2 separate regions of the Mus musculus genome follow, and region 2 is linked to region 1. Evidence: chromatin contacts called from public Hi-C data. All regions are on one chromosome and are shown on one strand. Each heading gives the region's core, a stretch centred on a gene start, on an enhancer-like site or on the middle of the called end of the contact. The rest is flanking DNA. Distances are from core to core; before and after follow the strand shown. Region 1 holds the start of Cdh6 (cadherin 6). Region 2 overlaps Cdh6 (cadherin 6).

Evidence for each region. A called contact is a pair of places that touch in the nucleus more often than the background predicts.
Region 2: a contact with region 1 is called in a Hi-C map of uterus, with 3 times the contacts expected there. The contact joins the enhancer-like site here to the promoter of Cdh6 in region 1. A contact is called at or near these places in 1 of 39 promoter capture datasets (stem cell-derived epiblast-like cells), 5 of 484 Hi-C or Micro-C datasets (cerebral cortex, nephron progenitors and uterus) and 1 of 9 other capture datasets (liver).

What each region holds. Positions count from the first base shown.
Region 1 is chr15:13,171,373-13,175,706 of GRCm38.p6, forward strand. Cdh6 (cadherin 6) reads right to left here and starts at 2,303. Exons shown (of 12, transcript NM_007666.4): 1 at 2,142-2,303.
Region 2 is chr15:13,071,585-13,075,710 of GRCm38.p6, forward strand. All of the region lies in intron 2 of Cdh6 (cadherin 6), which reads right to left. Among named protein-coding and RNA genes, the nearest start is that of Gm35018, 18 kb to the right of the region's middle. Within about 2 kb of position 2,162, at least 9 of the 459 cell types and tissues checked have an H3K27ac peak or open chromatin away from gene starts, as enhancers often do. A contact at or near this core is called in uterus, where this site is marked.

The sequences.
Region 1 (4,334 bases), core at 1,053-3,552:
CAAATATAGTGTAGTCACATCATTGGGCTGCATTTTTCTCTCAGCAATGTACTGTTACCTTGTATCTCTCTGAAGAACCTGATCACTTCCTCTGCTTCCAAAGTAAGGCACAAACCATAAAACCGGGTAAGAAGGGCTCTCTACCTTTTATATCACTTTGTTAATTAGAATACCAGCAAGAGAAAAGGGAGAGGGTGAGACACAGTTGTTCTCCGTTGGATTTCTTTTAAGTTTCTGAGCTCTGCATCAAGAATATGGCCTCTGGTGTACCCTTTGCCCTCTCCATGACGTCATGAAGCTATCTGCTTTAGCATATTCCCTTTCTGGTCACAACTGGTTTTCAGATTCTCCAGAACACCAAACACAGAGTCAGGCAAGTGCTCCTACACAAAGGACTGTGCTCAAGCTAAATTGGGAGGAGAGTTTGTTATCTTCTCCTCGCTCCCCCCCTTCCCCCCAAAGCAGAAAGAATCCCGAGGATTTTCCCTTTTCAGGTAAAACTATCAGCAAGAACAGAAAGAAAAAAGCCAGCTTTGGCCCGCATTCACATGGCAGTTACTCATTCTCCCGAGGAGTTGTGCATTAACTGGCCACATCTCTGGCTCCCTTAGAATCACAGGGAGGAGTTTGCACACACACACCCGCCCCTGATAATTAACCACCGCAAAAGCTCACAATTAGCATTCTCCCCCCCCCGCCCCCCCCAACACAGAAGTACGCCCCAGACACACTGTTAAAGGAAATAGCTTTTCTGGTTCGCACTGTGTGACTTCAGTAAGTGAAAGTGAAGAGACACAGACCGATAGAGCTTGCAGTGACTATCATAAAAAAAAAAAAGTGTCTTCATAGGAAAAAAATGAGTGGGAGAGAGAAATGTGTGAATGTTCCACGTGATTAAACTTCTTGGTTCTTGAATGTTCTCGGTAGTAGTTAAGTTAGGCAACCAGCCCCTTGCATACAAAGACCCTCACGTAACTTCCCATAAAATATGGATTTTATTGCAGCAGCGACAACATTTCTCAGTACCACATTGACCTCGCCAGCATCTCCCATCTCGAGATGGACCGTAACTCTTGGCAGGCGAATAACTACGGAGGAGGAAGTGACCCCAGCTCTGCGGCATTATAGGACTCCGCAACGACCCGCCTTCATTAAATTCCACATGAACGCCTTGGGGACTTCACTCTTGCATCTGACACCTCACATCAGACGCACCAGACCTCCTGCTCTCCAGTCTAAGGAAGGCATTCTCCCTCAGATGTGTGTGTGTGTGTGTGTGTGTGTGTGTGTGTGTGTGTAGCCTTGGAAGAGCACCAGCGAGCGGCGTCTTCCACATGACTTTTCCCTGGACAGTGTGCTCCATTTTCGAAGTCCAGTGTCGGACTTGCCTTGCAACCTAAGCATTTCTGCTCTATGAAAGCCTGAAGGCATTGCTAGGAACATGCGAGCTAACAGTTTTCTTTAAGCTCGTTCTCTCGGCCAAACCATCTCTGTAAGTTTGCCTTATTGGGAACATTCCAGAGTTTCCCGACTACCTGAATTAATTTCTGCGTTACTCTCAAAGCCATAAAAAAAAAAAAAAATCCCATAACTCAGGCCAAGCAGTCACCACACAGACCCTTGTATTGTTGGGTAGGTGGAAATCAATCAAGCCCCAAACGGCTCCACCGCTCCGGCACTCACTAGCGCCCTTGGTAATTGACCAGCCAACTTTGCAAAGCTAGGGCTCCACTAGCCGCCTCCGCCAGCCCCGCGGAGTGGACCTCGGCAGCAGCTTTCTCTCCTCCACACTGTTCCCTGCCACCCCCCGCAGAACCCTAGGCGTCTCGGTCTTACCAGGCGGCGGAGGAGCGGCGCCCAGGCTCCCCGGGAAGCGGCGCCGGTCCTGGGCAGAGGCAGCAGCGCCACCAATGCAACCGGACTCGCGCGCAAGCCCGCCCGCACCCCAGCTCCCAGCTGAGCATCCCTCCCAACTCCGTGCACCGCAACACCCGGCGCAGAGGACCGCTCTCTTTCTCTGATTGGCTTCCATCAACGCTACGGAATTAAAATAATAGCTATGTATAAAGAAGAAAGAGAAGGCAAGGGAGAAAAGAAACGCACGCACAAGCTCCCGCATTGGCAACAGAGACCGAACCCACCTCGGTTTGCCTTCCGGCTCCTGGGGACACCCTGCCACTCGCCCAGGATGCTCCTGCCTCCACCACGGTCTTCTGCTCTGTGCTTCTTGCTGCTGTGGCTGGAACTGCAGCTCTCGGGATGGGAAGGTTACGGCTCCAGAGAGCTGGCTCTTGTGGGCACACACTGATTTGCAAGTGAATGAAGTGGGAGGGAGCAAAGAGAGGAGGACTTTGTTACAGAGGCCCAGTGCCTGCCCCCGCCCGCCCCCTCCCCTTGACAGAATGACTCCCAGTGTTTGAAGTCCGGAGCAGTTCGCTCTCTGGAACACTCCCGCTGCCCCAGGCTTTCCCTTCCTCTTTTTTCTTATATATTTTTTAGGGGGGACGGCTTAAGACATACTGAGAACTTGTGTGACTCTATCTGATCTTTCTTTTTAAGCTATCAAAATGCACCGTGTTCAATTACCAGCAGCGGTCGGATGTTCTTTTCTAATAGCCCAGGCAATTAAGATTCCCGGGGACACGACATGGTACGGCGTGGCGCTGTGAGCCAGTTTGGGGGGGAGACAGTACGCACGACCTGCACTCGAATAAAATAACCCCGGTCTTCTGAGGTAACAATACCGACGGCTGTTCTGTATAACATAAACAGACGCGAGCAGACAGATTCATGAATGTCAGTCTTTGCTTCTCTCATCTCAAGAACACTTTTTCCCCCCTTGTAGCTTCTGGAGCTCTGGCGCTGTTGCAGAGTGGGTAACCCCAGAGAGCTGTAGCATGAAGTCATATGCCCCCGAGAGTGTAGAAGCGGTTCAAATCCAAACGCCCCGGGCTCATCAATGTCTTCGTGGCTGATCCATCTTTCTAAATGAGCAGATAGCAGGGCACACTGAACTAGCAGAATAGGATATATATTGATATTTAAGACGTATTTGTTGTGTTGAGATCTTTCTGGGAAGTTACTGAAGCAAGATAACGTCTATGTGAAACTCCTTGATACACATAGCTGTCTGGATGGGTGTCCTTATACTCGAGAAGAAGTGACTTCTCTGAAGGGACTAAGCTGCAGAAGTCTTAAACACGTCAAAGCATTGTTAAAGGAGAATCATGCCTTTTCTGCCTAGGAGATGCAGACACGTTGCAGTCAAGCACTATTGGATTAAGAAAATTAAATCTAATTACCACAATGGTTTCACCCCGGGTCAGCCACAGACCCAAGCCAGCTGTTTCTGCATGTTACAAGCTCGCAGCAAGATTTCCATTGCATGGTGCTTTAGTGACATTCCAGCCACTTGGCTTCTGAGTGATCTAACTAGCTAGAGGTCGGTCTTCTTCCCAAGAGAGCTCTTACTAGAAAAAAAAATCTTTTGTGTCCCTAATAGAAGTTGAGGCATTTTAATGAAGCCCAAATCAAAGTATTTCTTCCAGGCAGCCGGTGCTTCAAAGAATTGTATGTGGAACGGTCTTAGTCCAGATGTTCTGCACATGGATGCTGGCAAGATTTGAAAAGCCATCCTTGGGATGAGGAGATAGATGCCTGCAGTTTGCAGAAAGGAGGCTGAACATGGTCTCTTCATGTGGGTATTTGAACTGCAGTGGAGGAGGGATGGGGGAGAGGACAGCTGGTTCACATTCATTCATTCCTCAGGTTGTAGACTTCTTAATTTGAAAGATTACCTTGGTATGTCTGTACAGTCCTTTACAGCTCACAAAGTATTCTTATAGACCATTTGATGGGATTCTTCTGCTAATATGATTTTTTTTTTTGGCAGAAAGGACAGAGGAAATAGATTGATAAAAGCACAGTAAAGGTTAAGGACTATGTCTAAGATAATAAAACTAGGAAGGAACAAAAGGCGAAATACCCAAATGTGTACATGCCAACTAGTGTATATCCACAAAATGTATGCAGATATAATTTACTAACATGTGTGATGATAAATTAATAACGGAACATGTGCGAGTATGTTAAAAACACATTTTGTAAGATTGTCTCTAGCAGACAGATGTATAAATTAACTGATTTTATGCTATATGAAGGGTCATAGTGAAGTAGATTTTCTATCCATCGAAGCAGTTAATGTCTCACGAAGGAAAAAAATCTCTTAATTGTTTGTGATGTATTACCCTTCAAACTCCATTAAGCGGCACATCAAAGGTGGTTAAACAACCTCATTTTATTAAGAGTGGACAATCAGCTCGCTCCTGAGCAGT
Region 2 (4,126 bases), core at 912-3,411, 100 kb before region 1:
GAAGACCATTTCTTCATTCATAATGGGAATAGCAATGATTTTCATTTACTAGTTAGGTTGCTCTGGAATTTACTAAAATGTTTGACAGGGGTCTAGCTTAGAGGAAGCCTTCTGCAAGTTCCTACTTAGTGTGTTTGTAAATATGAAGGACCCCAGAGGTGGATTTTGAAAATGGAAAGATCTGGGTTTTGATTTTGACTTTCCTATTAGTTAGAAAATTAATTAAGCCATCTTAGATCTATCCATCCCCTGCCACACTGTTTTCATAATCATGAACTTGGTCAACTAATTTCCTCTACCTGAAGCTTAAATACTGTACGCTTCAGGCTTGTGTCTCAGGTCAGCTCCTTCCCTTCCATATTTCATGGACTACCTCTAAGTGGGAGCATCCATGTTTTTTCTTATTTTGCATGCAGCTACTACCTATGTGCCAGTGCCACCAAATGCCCAGGGCAATGTCTAACCATTTCCCTGAGATGCATTCCAAGGATGAGATATTTCGAGGATATATTTGGCTCCCAGGCAAGTGTCATAGCCCAGTTAGACTCAGTGCATCCCAACTGACCTCATCACCAACCCTACAAATACTTCCCTCCTCTTGTGTGCCTCATATCTGTAAGGGCCACCAGGGACACCAGAGCCATTCTGAAACACAGGACAACTCTGCAGCTGTCTTGCTACCTCCTGTCTATATCTTGACACACCCAATTTCTGTTGTCAACACCACTTCCCTTTGATGTATTTCTGCCGTCCAAGTGTACTCACGCATGCTTCCTTCTCCCTCTTTTCCTGTCACGAGACTGACCTTATGACCATGTTGACATGGAAGATGCCGTTATTCTCTTTAAATCCTTCCTTAACACAAAGCCCTTTACCATGGCATCCTTTGCTCTTCTCACTAGCTTTCCTTGCCAGCATCCTCCCTAGACAAGGCTTTACTCTCATCACATTGTGATTTCATGTAGTTTTTTTGAGAACATACTTCATAGCTAGGCCTTTCCCCAGGTAGCCCCTTTGGCATAAATACTGCTTAGAATCTTTAATTGGCTAACCCAGCTCACATGCCAGGACTGCTTCATCTGTTCCTCCCTGGGATGCCTTCCTTCCTCATGTTGCTAGTCTAAGAGTCTCCTCATGTGTACCCTCAACTTATTTCCCATGGAACCATCAGCATATTCTTATTTTAAATGACTCATTTTATAGCCGTGTTCTTAAGTAGATCACATCATGGAAGAAGGCATGAAATTGGTCTGGTTCCTTTACTTCAGTAGACTCAAGACCCAGCATCCTGGCACCTGAGACATCCTTAATAAGTAATGGTTGCAAACAATGATTGAGTGAATGTTGCAAGGTCACCTTAGATTGGATATTGGTGATGAACAATGTCTCTGGCACATGGAATGACAGTCATTAAATCTTAGTGCTCCTGTCTGATTTCTTCCTTGAACTGTGTTTATGAAGAATATGAAGAATTCCAGAAGTTACCAGTTAATTCAGCAATTACTATCACATACCAGACACATGGTCAGGTCTGAGCAATCCAAGTTGCTGTCTTGGCTCTGAAAAGTTTCCTTCAATAATCAATTAGACCTCAATAAAATACCAAATACAAGAGAGCAACAAAACTAATTTGCTTTAGACTTTTTGACAGTAGCAGAACAGTTACAAACTAATTGAGATCACTGATCATGTTGAATCGATATGGTGTTGTTCAGGGGTCTCTGGTCAGTGGCAGAAACAGCTGCATTTGGTGAACTTTTTCAAGTATCACCCTGTTGTAGATGGGAATAGAAAAGTGCTCCAATTCACAGAGACATCCTTCCATCATAAACTAATTTAATGTTGCCAACCAAGACCATTTTAAAACATTTATTGGCCTAGAGGGTTGCATCAGGCAATACATAAAATCATCTTATGCATGCCTTTTATAAACTTGCAATTTAGGCTTGGGAACACTGACTCAGAGGTAAAAGACAGGGAGTAAAAGCAGAAACAGGACACCGAAGTGTCCCACTATTATTAGTGGGGAATGACAAGGTAGCACAGAACCTATAAATAGGTAGGATGGAAAGAGAGACTGCACAAACTCTTAGAATGGCTTCTTGGAGAGCTTAGGTTACTGAGGGAAGGGAAGTGATTTCACTCTCATGTGAGTGCATGGCATAGTTTCAAGGCTGAGTGTGGGAGAAAATCAGTGGAGGCTTTGCATATGCGCCTGGGGTAATAAAACCCATAAAGTCAGCAAAAAATAGCAACACTCTTTCTCCTGTATTTCAGGGTCACATACTTTCTCATGCTGCACTCAGATGTACAAGGGAAGATGTGGCGTCTTTATTATTTTTTATAGCTTATCCCTTCAGCCCTAGTCTCATTGAATATTAGGAGCTCAATATAGGTTACGCACGGGGTCAAAAATTTGGTACAATACAATAAAGTCTGCCTGATTCAATAGTACAGTCTCCTTAGACAGCTCTTTTAGGTAAATTCCTGGCTTTCGGATTTCTTTCTGCTAGTTCTTTTAAAAATGTTTCATTTCTTTTAAGAACATTTATTTGTTTTTTGTTTTATGTGCATGAGTGATTTGCTGGCATGCATGTTTGTGCATCATGTGTGTGCCTGGTGCTGTTTAAGGGACAGAAAAGGGGATCTAATCCCCTGGAGCTCGAGTGACAAGCCATTGGGGACTGCCCCACATGGGTATCCAAACTAAGATCCCCTAGAATAGCGGCACACACTCTTAACCACTGAGTCATCTTCAGCTCTTAGGTTCTCGACTTGATATGTGAAACAATCTTTGACAGAATCTAGACCATTTTGATACATATTTTTTTTTCTGATAAAGTTTAGGATGGAGCTGCCTACATATCCTATGTTCCTTTTCTGCTAAATCATATTCCCTTTCTGACTTGAAAAAAATGTGTTTTCTATATAATTTAAATAATAGAATTAGCTTCTGTAATGCTTCTATTGTTTGAAGCATTGGCAATATGACTCTTCTTTTGCACTTGTTCTGGCTGCAATTTGGGAAAATGACATGGGTTCATATCATGGTGGTTCTTCTTTTTTGGGGGGGGGGGTTGCTAACTTTTTTTCCTTGTGGATTTTTGTATTCAGTTGTATTGATATTCACTGAGGACACCGCTGTGTTAAACACCATGTTAAATGCTGAATTGCCAGAACCTAACTTCTTGTTTCTCAAACCAACAACACTATTGTCACTTGGCTCTCTATACACAATGTTTGGGGTGCTGACATGGCCATAAAGGATGCACAGCAGCTGCATCCCTGGTTCTCACCTTTGCAAGCTATGAGAACCAAACATGTCTGCAGATGCCTAAGCAGATGTTCCCCCAAACATAAAACTGAGATTTTCCTCCCTCCCTCCCTCCCTCCCTCCCTCCCTCCCTCCCTCCCTCCCTCCCTCCCTCCCTCCCTCCCTCCCTCCCTCCCTTCCTTCTCTCTCTTTCTTCCTTTCTCTCTCACCTATCTATCTATCTATCTATCTATCTATCTATCTATCTATCTATCTATCTATCTATCTATCTATCTACCTATCTACTTATGTATCATATCCTTTCTATCTTACCTATCTTATCTTCTACTGATCTTTCTTTTATTGATATATTGTCCTATCCAGTCATCTATCCTTCCATCAACCTATTATGTATTGTCACTTATAGATCCATCTATTTATCAGTCTGTCTCTCTATCCTTCGAAATTTCTTCTCAATGTGTACCTTGTGAATTTCAACACAGTTATAAAACCCAGTAAGGGGCCCTGCATGGGCTGAGAGTCTTCATGACCCCACCCAATTCAATCTTCTATCTTCTGTTAGATTTAATAACCACCCAAACAGGCCCTGTGTTATGTGGAAGAGAATTTCTGACAAAGTGCTAAAAGCAAAAGAATTTTAAGTAAAGGCAGGAGAAATTTATTAATTCCCTTGACATTTATCTTTTACACCCAATACTGTGAATTTAATGTGAAAAGTACCAAGCAATTTTAAATGAACAAAACTTTAGTGTTATAACAGTTGTGGTAGGCAGGATATTGGTCTTCCTTCTCCTAATTCCCAGGGCCCATCACATGCTGCTCTACGTAGCAAAAGCACTTTGTGTACATGAT